Regions from separate parts of the Mus musculus genome. Here all the other regions are linked to region 4. A link is a contact called in public Hi-C, capture Hi-C and promoter capture Hi-C data. All regions are on one chromosome and are shown on one strand. Each heading gives the region's core, a stretch centred on a gene start, on an enhancer-like site or on the middle of the called end of the contact. The rest is flanking DNA. Distances are from core to core; before and after follow the strand shown.

Region 1 (2,700 bases), core at 197-2,696, 620 kb before region 4:
AGATGTGAACTCTGTCACTCTTGAGGCTAACATGGCACGGCTGCCCAGAATTGGTGCCAAACCCTTAGGTGCTAAGCAAGGATCACACATCGTCAGCTTCACAGCAGATTACCTCCACCTACCCACACCCTCAGCCCCTCACCAGGCCATCATCACGGGCATCCTGCACCACCGTATTCCTGGCGGTAACTTGAAAGTAGGAGCCTTGAGAGTCGCCAAGAGACGGCCACTCACAGACGTCCCCAGTAGCCCCTACACACAGCTGAATATCAATGGGATGGTAAAGGCACCCCCCACCCCCATTTCATGGTTCAGCCTGAGGTGGCCTTGGACTGGAGTTACTTTGTCCTTTGGGCCACCCAGACCCTTCTCTCCAGATGGTTCCTGTCCTTAGAGAGCTAGAGGCGGGAGACCCAGACGCAGCCCCCACAGCTGGGAGTACTCAGCCTTCTCCTTCCTCCGCATATGCTCCTGCACGAAACCTTGCTGTCCCCACCCCCAACACAGCACACAAAGCTTCTGGCTGAGCTACACGTGAGCGGGGAGCCAGGAGAGGAGTCTTTGGCACATCTCTCTGTCCCCACTGTTCACCCAACCAGGGGTACCTCTAATGGGAGTGAAGAATCTCTCTCCTCTACCTTCACCTCCGGTGGGCCCCAGCCTGCCCACTCCCTCCCTGGACAGAAGCTTTGGGAAGGAGACAGCAGCAAGCTGAGAGCTCAGGCTGGGTTGTATTAGCCTCTAGAACAGAGGGTCCTGCTGAGTCCAGCAGACCACAAGTTAACCTGGGCAGATGCAGAACACGGGGAAACATAGGTACACAAAGAGCTCCCATTCACAGAACTCTCCGGCCTCCCTCCTTTAGCATAAGGGACACGAAGGCTGTCTGTGCCTCAGAGGCACAGGGACCTCCAGCTCTACCCTGGCCTTGAGCAGCTGTCTGTACCCAGTGATGTCCACCTAATGAGAACAGAGACCATCACTGTGCCCACCCCACGCAGCCCCAACCCCAGACTCCCTGTGTCTCAAGGCTCTCACCTGTGCGGGAAATAAGAGCTTGTGGGTTGGACCTTCCGCTGTGCCTCACAGAAATGAACTCTGGATGGCGTGGCACAGAACAGGCTGAATCTCAAGAGCAGCTGACACCTAGGAGTCGTCATCCCCTCCACAGGCACCAGGCTCAGCCTCGGGGGTTGAATGCCTTTCTCGGGCCAGCAGGGCTATCAGGCCCTGAGCGCGGAGGAGGAGTCCACCACCCAGGAACAGGATCCCACAGAGCACCAAAAGTGACAGGACGCCCAGCACGACTGCCTGCACCATGCGTGGCCCCTCTGGGGGTCCGAGTGGCAGCCCGGACTGGTTGCAGCAGCTCAGCCAGGCAGCCTTGGCTGCAGCTCCCACCTGTGAGCCGTTCATGCTCCCACCAGCTGCCCAGATGTGCACACTACCCTTGAGAGTTGAGGCTGTGTCAGAAGTCTCTAAGGGGCGGGCCTCCCAGGGCCCTACCGCCCACTCTACCCAAGTGCGTGCAGAGCAGCGCTCAGGCCCCTCCTAGACAGACTCCTCCAGAGTGGCCTCGAGGTCCTTCTCTGACAGGCTGGATCCTTAGGCCCAGCCTATCTGTTCTCCAAACCTATGTCCATCATTCAAAATTGCCAGGTAAGCCTAAAAGGCCCGTTTCCACGACTTTCCTCCATAGAAAAAGGCCAAGATTCTGCATCCTCGGGGCTTTCAGAGCATCTACGATTCTTGTTTGTTTGTTTTCGAGACAGGGTTTCTCAGTGTAGCCCTGGCGGTCCTGGAACTCACTCTGTAGACCAGGCTGGTCTCGAACTCAGAAATCCACCTGCCTCTGCCTCGCCTCTGCCCCTCTGCCCCTCTGCCCCTCTGCCCCTCTGCCCCTGCGCCTCTGCCTCTGCCTCCCAAGTGTTGGGATTAAAGGTGGTCATCATGACTGCCCAGCTGTGTCTACAATTCTTAGACCCCATCCCAAGTGCTGACCACTCTGAGCAAAGCACGGGACAGACAGCTTTCTGTTCCTGAAACAATTCTCACACACAGGACAGTCCGAATGGTGGAAAGTCTTCCTTCAGGGCAGACAGGCAGAACACAGTACTCCAGACCCCAGGGCAGAGAGAATGGCTAGAAGTACCCAGATAGCAAGGCCTACCTCCATTCCTTCTCTCCTGTCTTCTTGTCCAAGAAGTCCTCTTTACCGAGAACACAGCAGATCTAGAGAGCAAGGAGGGGTGTAGGGACTGATGTAATTATGAACTGAAACAATTTAGGAAGGGAGCAGAGATCTGGCCCACGGTCCTACCTCATGGGAATCATAATTCTGCAGAGGGTGAACACATCACTGTCTTGGTGTCTACACAGCCACTGCCAGCTGGGTACCTGTCACACAGCCAGGGGTCAAGTCCAGTGCAATCTGCAGGCAGAGAAGCCTGCCCGGGTCTGCTGCAAGATCCTTTAGCAAATTTCAAGTTCCCATTTCAAACATAAAGCCACTCTGGAGAGACTTGGGATACAGCCCAGTTGGTAGAATGCCTGCCTAGCAACTTGTCCAACAGGAAGCTTCAGGTTTTAAATCCCAGCCCAACATAAAACAGGTCAGAATAGCACGGAATCCCAAGGTCAGACTATAGCATGAGTTTGAGGCCAGCTAGGACTACCTAGAAACTTCGGACTCAAGTAGAT
Region 2 (2,700 bases), core at 120-2,619, 630 kb after region 4:
TGTTGATAATTGCATGCAGGTGAAAAGATCACCACCCTACACATTGGGAAAGCCTTAAAGGGTTATTAAAATTAATTATTTCCTTCAATCGAGTAAGATCTGTGACACTCAAACGCACTTCTGGCTTTTCACTATAAGTGATTCTCAAAAAGGTTTGAAAAAGCCCAGTGTCGTGACAAGTTAACAAAAAGTCGGAACTAGAACGCTCCTGGGAACTTGATCACATTCCTTACTCTTTTCCAATCAACAGTTTTTAGTGAACTTGAAAAATACTGGGGAGGGTCTTTGGCAAGGAATTCAACAATATGCAACTCTGGAGACATCAGCGAAGTGTACGGAAACCAAGCGCGGAGAAAATGCTGCTTTTGTTCAGAGGCCGCCTGCGATAAAAACAGGAACTTTACAGAGAAGCTGATCTCCACAGCACATTCGCCTGACCACATGCCCACAGCCGGCATTGAGGTCCTCATTGTTATCCAAGGCACTTCTCTTGTAACAGAGCCCAGATTTAGTCCATGTTTGAAATTATCTACACAAACCCAACCCTCCCTGTACCAATCCATTGTCAAAAGAAAGAGGGTGCCGGCCAGGATTTGCATGTACCCGGTAGCCACCTCTACAAAGACTCCAAAAGGTGACCAGATAGGAAAACCTAGACTGAATGCAGGTGGCAAGAAAAGCCTGCTGCTCCCAAGGACAGAGGCGGTCTAGAGGCAGCGGATCGGGGGGTCTCTGGGTTAGCGCCACCGCTTCCGACCTCCCTCGGACCCTCAATGGCTCCCCCGCTCCTTTCTCACGCCTGTCACTGGTGAGGCACCTCGCATTGTTAGAGAAGCAGGAAGACGTGCAGCTGCGGCGTCCCCCTGCGCCTCGTTCTGAAGCCGGAGCGAGGGGACAGGCGAGCGGCCCTTCGGGAGCAAGGCAGCAGAGGGGCAAGGTGTCAGCCGGAGGGCGCAGCTTTGTCTCCAGCTGACCCGTCCCCGGGTCCTGCGGGGCCCCCCAGGGACAACAATGAAAGCCCAGCCGCGCTTCGCGGGTGGGGAGCGGCGAGCCCCGCCAGCCCAGCCGCCCACAGGCCGCCGCCCGCTCGCCCGCTCGCCCGGCCCGCCGCGCGCTCGCCTACCCTCAGACAGCTCCAGCTCCAGCTCAGCCAGCTGCGCCCGCACCTCGGGGGGCAGCGCGGCCACCGCGGCCGGCGACGGCTCCAGGCCTCGCTCCGCCATCGCGGCTGCGCCAGCCACACTCCGGAAGACGAGAGGGGGCCGAAGGAGGGACGGACTGACGCGGGCCCACACCCCGGCTACAGGATCCGGCTCCAGCCGCCGAGAGCCGCCGGCGCTGCCGCTGCCGCCGCCGCCGCCGCCGCCATGAGCGAGGGTCACGTGAGCGTGCGGCCCCGCCCCCCGGCCTGGAGCTCGTCCCGCCCCGGAGACGCAGGACGGGCGTGGCTACAGCGCCCTCTACCGCGGATCTTGGAGAGCGCAGGCTGCCGTCGCCTGCTCTGCTCTCCTTGGGAAGATGCGGCACCTGCTGCATATGACGCCTACCTTCCACAAACTCTCAAGCAAGAGGACTCCGGGACGTTGCCCTTACTTCTTCCAGTCCCTCTCACTCGGGAGAGCATGCATCTGTCATGTCTTTTCCCCCATTTTCCCTGATGGACCTGCCTACAGGCCACATCCTTCATCTACCCCAGATTCTGGATTATGCCTGCCAACAACTCTTTGATTTCTTTTTCGGTGCTTCTTGTAATCCCAGCACTCAGGAGGTGGAAACCGGAGGATCTGAAGTTCAAGGTCATTCTCTCCTCAGTGAGAGCCAGCCTGGGCTACATGAGACCTGTCTCAAAACACAAGAAAAAAGATCACAGTCGAACTTGCTTCATCTTGCCTTGACTCCTAAAGACTTATAAAAAGAACTTCTGTGGGAATAGGGGTTGGGGACATGGTTTCATTGTTACAATCGCTGGCTGCTTCTGCAGAAGGCCTAAGCTCAGTTCTCAGCACTGGGCGTCTAATGCCAGCTTGAGGACCTCTGCAGACCTCTACACACACGGCTACATACACCGCATTCGGTATAATGGTGCACGCCTTTTATCCCAGCACACAAGAGGCAGAAGCAGGCTAATCTCTGAGTTTGAGGCCAGCCTGGTCTACATAGTGAATTCCTATTCAGCCAGGGCTACACAGTTAAGACCCTGTCTGGAGGAGCGAGGAACGGAGAGGGGAGGGGGAGGAGAGGAAGAGGAAGAGGAAGAGGAAGGGGAAGAGGAAGGGGAAGGGGAAGAAGAGGAGGAGGAGGAGGAGGAGGAGGAGGAGGAAGAAGAAGAAGAAGAAGAAGAAGAAGAAGAAGAAGAAGAAGAAGAAGAAGAAGAAGAAGAAGAAGAAGAAGAAGAAGAAAGAAAGAAAGAAAGAAAGACATCTCTTTATGCAGTCTTGCCTGACCTGGAACTCTCTACTCAACCGACAAAGGACAAAGATCCACTTTCATCTGCCTCCTTGCTGAGTGTTGGAATCAAAGACGTGCCCTAGCTTGATGGGGAGTTGGGGATAGCTTTTTTTTTTTTTTTTTTAGCCACCTCAGTATGTAACCTATATGTAGTCCAAAAGTACTCATTCTAGTTTAGTATATATAAGGAAGGCCAAAAAAAAAAAATCCCTGTATTCTTTTTCCCCTCTTTTATTATTATTATTTTCTTTA
Region 3 (2,700 bases), core at 91-2,590, 520 kb before region 4:
CTTGTGGGTGAAATTTCTCGCTCGGTCTGTTTTTGTTTGTTTTCCTATTGGTTACTGTATTTGAGACAGTTTTCACTAAGTAACCAGCTGGCCTTGAACTCTCCACCCCCTAGCCTCCACAGTGCTGGGATCACAGGCCTGGGCTACTAAGCCAGGCTCTGTCTTACTCCTCTTAAGAACTTAAAATTTATTCAAGCCTCAGAAAACTTGGCAAGACCCCCTTTTCTTCCTTTGGAGTCCTGCTAATCCAAGAAGGCGCCTTTGACAAGTCCCTTTGTGTCCCTTAGGGGTTCCCCACAGGGAGCACCTCTCAGCACCGTGTTGTGACGTCCAGCAAAGACAACAGCATTGGGTCTATTTTGGGAAGCAAGAAAGGGAAAATTAACAACTTCAAGAGATGACTATTCTGAGCCGAGTGAGACACACGGCCTTTTCAAAAGCAGTCACCTCAGAGTCCATCAATTAGTGGGGCAGAGGAGACGGGAGTCTCTGGTTCCCGATAGCTGTTCCCCCTTCGGTGATGCTGGCCTCGCTCACAGTGATTCATTCTGGAGAATGACCACGCCCACACATGGCTCATTATTTTTGGGAAGTACTTAAGCAGGCCTGGTGTAAGGCAGGAAAGAACAGAAGTGGTGAAATCTATGCTGAAGGGCCCAGGATCAGCTGGGAAGTGGGCCATGTGGGCCTGCAATAAGGAGCGGGCCAAGCAGGCAGGCAAGTCCCTGAGCCTATCTAGGTCTCCACTATCCAACCAGCAAACACCGTTTATCTTACAGAGACAAGAGGGAAGTTAGCCAAGCGCCTGCCAAGTGCTGTGGCTACCCTGAGCAAGGCTCACCCCACTCTCACTGTGTTCACCTTTGCTTTTTACAGATGAGCGGCAAGCCCAAGCAGACACACTGTGAAGATAACCATCGCCATACCCGCACCCTGGAAGGATCTGAATCTACCATAGCAGGAGGGACAGTGGGCATCACAGAGCAACAGGTCACAGAGACCTGAACCTCAAGTGCTAGTTCCAATACTAGCCACATGACCTGGAGCACACAGTTACCCTAACTGTGACAGTCTCTTTTGGGCTGAAGCTGTGAAGGACTGTTAATAAGGCTCACACAACATATAAACATTATATATAGTAATATACTTTACATATGAACCTCCCTTTTAATGTAAAAATTGAAAGAAAACAACCCCAACAAGGAAAATATTTCTTAACAATGACTAGGAAGAGGTGAGCCACAGTCTCAGAGGAAATTGCTAGCTCGCTGCATGGTTGTGGGACTGTGTGGCTTCAGGAAGTCATTGACTATCTCTGCACTTCATTTTCCTCCTGATCAACCGGAAAAAGGAAGTGAAGAAGATGACATCACGTTCTCGCTAGCTACAAGCTCTCTTCCCTCTGGTCTAGGTCCAGAGCACTTGTCTCAGTCAGTCTGCTGTGTCCTTTAAAGACACGTGCACTCACCACTCATCTGCTAATACTCTTCACTGAAACAGAAGAAGCAATAATAAAATTATAAGCATATGCTGAACTTACTATAAATTCATATCCTAAATTTAATTCTTTCTGAAAAGCTAAATCCGGGCTAATGACAACAGCCTCTTGTCATGTTTCATCATGACTCATCAGGTCAAAAGTCTGCACACATGTGCACAGCCACAGGGCCACCTCACACACGTGTACTGCCACTGGGTCACCTGCACACATGTGTACTGCCACAGGGCCACCTCACACACGTGTACTGCCACTGGGTCACCTGCACACATGTGTACTGCCACAGGGTCACCTGCACACATGTGTACTGCCACAGGGTCACCTGCACGTGTGTACAACAACACAGTCACCTAAAACACTCCCTACTCTATCAGCAAGCACGAGCAGTGACTACCACAGAGGCACCAACTCACTGTGTGAACAAGTCAGCAGATGAGAGGCCTGTCTCACACATGCAAGGCCCTGGGCTCGGTCCCCGGCATTTTGAAATATATAAAAATAAATCAAATGGCCAATCAAATGGGGGGGGGTGTCAGAACACGAGCCCTCTCTCCACAGCACAGACTCTGTTATTGATGAGTCTAATTAGTCAGAACTGAACTTGAGACAAAACCACCTCGACAGGACTACAGCATGGGTCAAAGTCTGTCTGACTAGAAGGTGGTTTGTGGTAGGATGTGAATGCAAATCTGATTCAGAAAAAGGTTGTTTTGAGAAAAGCCAAGTCCCAGGATGAGCTGACTCTGGCTTCTGTGTGCTGTACACACAGTCTCCTGTGTCAGGAGGACACAGAGGCTCAGGCTGCGCTCAGCTGGGAAGTCTCAGGAACCACTACAGAGCCTTAGACTCACAGTGCCACAAGATATCGCAGGGGATACCCAAAACCTCAGAAAGTTAGGAGCACGCTACACAGCAGCCTGTTCTGTCCAAGAATTGGTTATGAACACAACCAGTTCTCTAGCTCTGAAAGCTAGAGCGACCATGGTCCTTAGTTTATTCATTACTCCTTAGGGACACTGGACAGTCTATCAGGACAGTGCATGCGGGGGTTTGTGCAGCCCCCACGCTGCAGTTTCTAACCCCACTATACACCGTGTGAGCAACAGCAGCCTACAGCATCAGGGCCCACCACTTCTTCCCTGGCCCTCGCCCAACCTCCCTACAGCTTTTTGGTGTTTGTTACGGGCACCTCTCAGGGTTGT
Region 4 (2,700 bases), core at 148-2,647:
CTAGTATCCCTATTTTCTGGCTATCCTTTCTCAGTGGTCAGGTGTAAGTTCATTGGAAGACCGGTTTCCTAGAGAAACCAGATTTGTAATCTCTGTAGCCCCACTCCAGTTTGTATAATCTGTGACTAAATTCACACTGTGTCCATATAATGCTCCATGCTTTGCCTGGAGAGTCTTGTTCTCCTCTGTCCAGTTCAGGCCTCTCCCCTCCTCTCCTCCTTAGCATATTATGAATGGCACCCTGTCTCCTGAGGACCCCATCTCTCCAGTCTTTCTCCCCTTCCAATCCAGATCTGGATTATGCTCACCTTCTGCACTCTGTCCCCACAATTCCCAGGCTTAGAACTGGTTAAGCTGCCATCCAGGCTGAGCCATGGTCACTCAGCATCAATACCCTGCAGCTGGTAGGTGGTCTCTGGTCCATTAAACGTCCTCACTGGATGAAACTGGGCCTTTTGGTTTTTACTTTTTTTTTTTTCATTTCATTTCATTTTATTTTATTTATATAGAGTACACTGTAGCTGTCTTTAGACACACCAGAAGAGGGCATCAGATCCCATTACAGATGTCTATGAGCCACCATGTGGTTGCTAGGAATTGAACTCAGGACCTCTGGAAGAACAACCGGTGCTCTTAACGGCTGAGCCATCTCTCCAGCCCAAACTCAGTCTTTTGTGTCTCCTCACTTTCTAATGCTGTTCGGGTATGGAACCAATGAGTCACGGTCCACATTCAAAGAGCCCGTTCAAGGGTGGGGGCGGGGGAGGGGAGGGGAATCTTTCTCTACTGCAGGGGCAGCATTTCCAAGCTGGTTTTAAGAGTGTGTGCGCACCAAAATCCACCCTGAACAACCCGTTCTCTGCCAACTTCTCAGAACCAGCTTAGCTGCTCTCCCAGCTCCAGATGCCTCTGTGGACCCCATCCTGGTGACCAGTGGTCTTTCCAGGGAGCTGGGCAGTGAGGGGGCCCCAGTAGTTCTCTCGGGGAGCTGAACAATGATGGGGTTCCAATGGTCCTCCTGGGGATCTGGACCATGATGGGGTCCTAGTCGTCCTCCTGGGGACATGGACAGTGATGGGACCCCAATGGTCCACCTGGGGAGTTGGACAGTGATGGGGCTTCAGTGGTACACCTGGAGTATTGGGCAGTGATGGAGTCCCAAGGTCCTCCCGTGATGGCCAGTGGTGGGCTGCAGTGGTCCTCTCGGGAATCTGGGTAGTGATGGGTTTCCAATGGTCCTCGAGAGGTGGCATTGGGTGGTCCAGGCCGACCACGCCCCAGCAGGAGGCTGTAAGGGTGTGAAGGCCCGCCCTCTGAGCATCACGCAAGGCATGCTGGGAGGACGCACTTCCTCTCAGGGGCCTCTAGAAACCACAGGTCCAGGCTGCGCCCCCGCAGCCGGCAGGATGGCAGAGGGCAAGGCGGGCGGAGCGGCTGGCCTCTTCGCCAAGCAGATGCAGAAGAAGTTCAGCAGGGCCCAGGAGAAGGTAGGCAGCCTGAGGAGAAAGGGTCCTGCTGCCCCAGAACGGGCGGGGAATGGGTGTCCACGAACATTGGCCGACGTGGGAGAGAAGGGAGCAGCTGAGGAGACAGCTGTTTCGCAGGAGCCTTCGGCAACCCTCAGCCTGACCCAGAAAAGGCGACAGGAAGGAACGAATGGTGGTGGTCAACTTTGTCACAGATTTTGTCCTAGCGCAAAGGCAAGGGTGGCTGGCTGGCGTCTCTCAGGTGATGAATGAGTTGGAAGATACTTGTCCCCAAAGTAAGAGACAGCGGCTGCGGTGGCAGTGAGTCGCCCCACTTAATTTGACTTGGGGGATTCACTGAGGACCAGGACACTGCACAGTTCTCCACACTTGAGTGTTGTTTAAACTGGTGTAAACGGAGGCGGGTGGATAGAAAACGCAAGGCATCCGAGGCTATATTACTGAGTTTAAGACCAGCCTGAGCTACTCTTTACCTCGGGGTGAGCGGGGAGCTCGTGTGTCCAGTAGCCAGCCCCAGTTTCTTACATCTATTCTTTTGCCTTGATGGTGATCCACAGCCTCTGGGTGTCCTTCCCATAATTTGCCAGTCCATTCAAATGATGGGCACACGCCTTTAATCCCAGCCCTCGGGAGGCAGAGGCAGGAGGATCTCTGTGAGCTCAAGATCTGCCTGGTTTACACAGAGACTTCCAGGACAGCCTAGACTACATAGACCCTGTCTCCAAAAAAAAAAAAAAAAAAAAAAAGGGAAAATGGATTATGGAGACACTCTTCACGCTGTTTATTTTATTTGCTTGGTTGTTTTGTTTTTTTGAGACAGGGTCTTACCGTGTTGACTGGGCTGGTCTTGTATTCAAGGTGAGATCTCTAGCTAAGGTCATAGGTATGAACCCCATTCTTACCACCCTTCACATGTTTTTGAGACAGTTTCTTGTACCCCCACCCCCAAACTCACTTTGACCTTGAACTTCTGGTCTCCCGTCTCTCTCTATCTTCTGGGTTGCAAGCATGTGTCATCACATCTCTTAGATGCTGAAGGTTGTACCTACAGCTTCTGGTTGAGGAAACCAGGCACCCTGCCAACTGAGCTCCGTCCCAGCCCCTTCCCTACACACTTAAAAGGCATTGTGATGTTACCTGTCCAGAGTCTTCCTTTGCCTAGCCACCATCTACCCACACTGTAGTAGAAGAGACATGGGCTAAAAGGAGAGGG

What was found. Promoter capture Hi-C pulls out the DNA fragments that hold promoters and counts their contacts. A called contact is a pair of places that touch in the nucleus more often than the background predicts. Capture Hi-C pulls out chosen DNA fragments and counts their contacts.
Region 1: a promoter capture Hi-C map of pre-B cells shows a contact between it and region 4, with 4 times the contacts expected there. The contact joins the promoter of Smim41 here to the promoter of Bin2 in region 4. A contact is called at or near these places in 1 of 39 promoter capture datasets (pre-B cells) and 1 of 115 datasets of contacts at active chromatin or transcription factors (memory CD8 T cells).
Region 2: a capture Hi-C map of embryonic stem cells shows a contact between it and region 4, with 3 times the contacts expected there. The contact joins the promoter of Dip2b here to the promoter of Bin2 in region 4. A contact is called at or near these places in 6 of 39 promoter capture datasets (the 3T3-L1 cell line, embryonic stem cells, frontonasal cranial neural crest and 2 more), 2 of 484 Hi-C or Micro-C datasets (the G1E-ER4 cell line and cortical neurons), 5 of 115 datasets of contacts at active chromatin or transcription factors (embryonic limb bud, large pre-B cells, memory CD8 T cells and 2 more) and 2 of 9 other capture datasets (embryonic stem cells and pancreatic islet).
Region 3: a Hi-C map of bone marrow-derived macrophages shows a contact between it and region 4, with 2.9 times the contacts expected there. The contact joins the enhancer-like site here to the promoter of Bin2 in region 4. A contact is called at or near these places in 2 of 39 promoter capture datasets (the 3T3-L1 cell line and hippocampal neurons), 1 of 484 Hi-C or Micro-C datasets (bone marrow-derived macrophages) and 1 of 115 datasets of contacts at active chromatin or transcription factors (memory CD8 T cells).

Annotation. Positions count from the first base shown.
Region 1 is chr15:101,291,971-101,294,670 of GRCm38.p6, reverse strand. It overlaps Smim41 (small integral membrane protein 41), which reads right to left and starts at 1,446. Exons shown (of 2, transcript NM_001369218.1): 1 at 1,039-1,446. The coding sequence starts at 1,416. The coding sequence ends at 1,147.
Region 2 is chr15:100,037,333-100,040,032 of GRCm38.p6, reverse strand. It overlaps Dip2b (disco interacting protein 2 homolog B), which reads right to left and starts at 1,369. Exons shown (of 38, transcript NM_001159361.2): 1 at 1,124-1,369. The coding sequence starts at 1,223.
Region 3 is chr15:101,189,616-101,192,315 of GRCm38.p6, reverse strand. All of the region lies in intron 1 of Acvr1b (activin A receptor, type 1B), which reads right to left. Among named protein-coding and RNA genes, the nearest start is that of Mir6962, 2.9 kb to the left of the region's middle. Within about 2 kb of position 1,340, at least 80 of the 459 cell types and tissues checked have an H3K27ac peak or open chromatin away from gene starts, as enhancers often do. A contact at or near this core is called in bone marrow-derived macrophages and memory CD8 T cells, where this site is marked.
Region 4 is chr15:100,668,200-100,670,899 of GRCm38.p6, reverse strand. Bin2 (bridging integrator 2) reads left to right here and starts at 1,397. Exons shown (of 11, transcript NM_001270537.2): 1 at 1,397-1,487. The coding sequence starts at 1,407.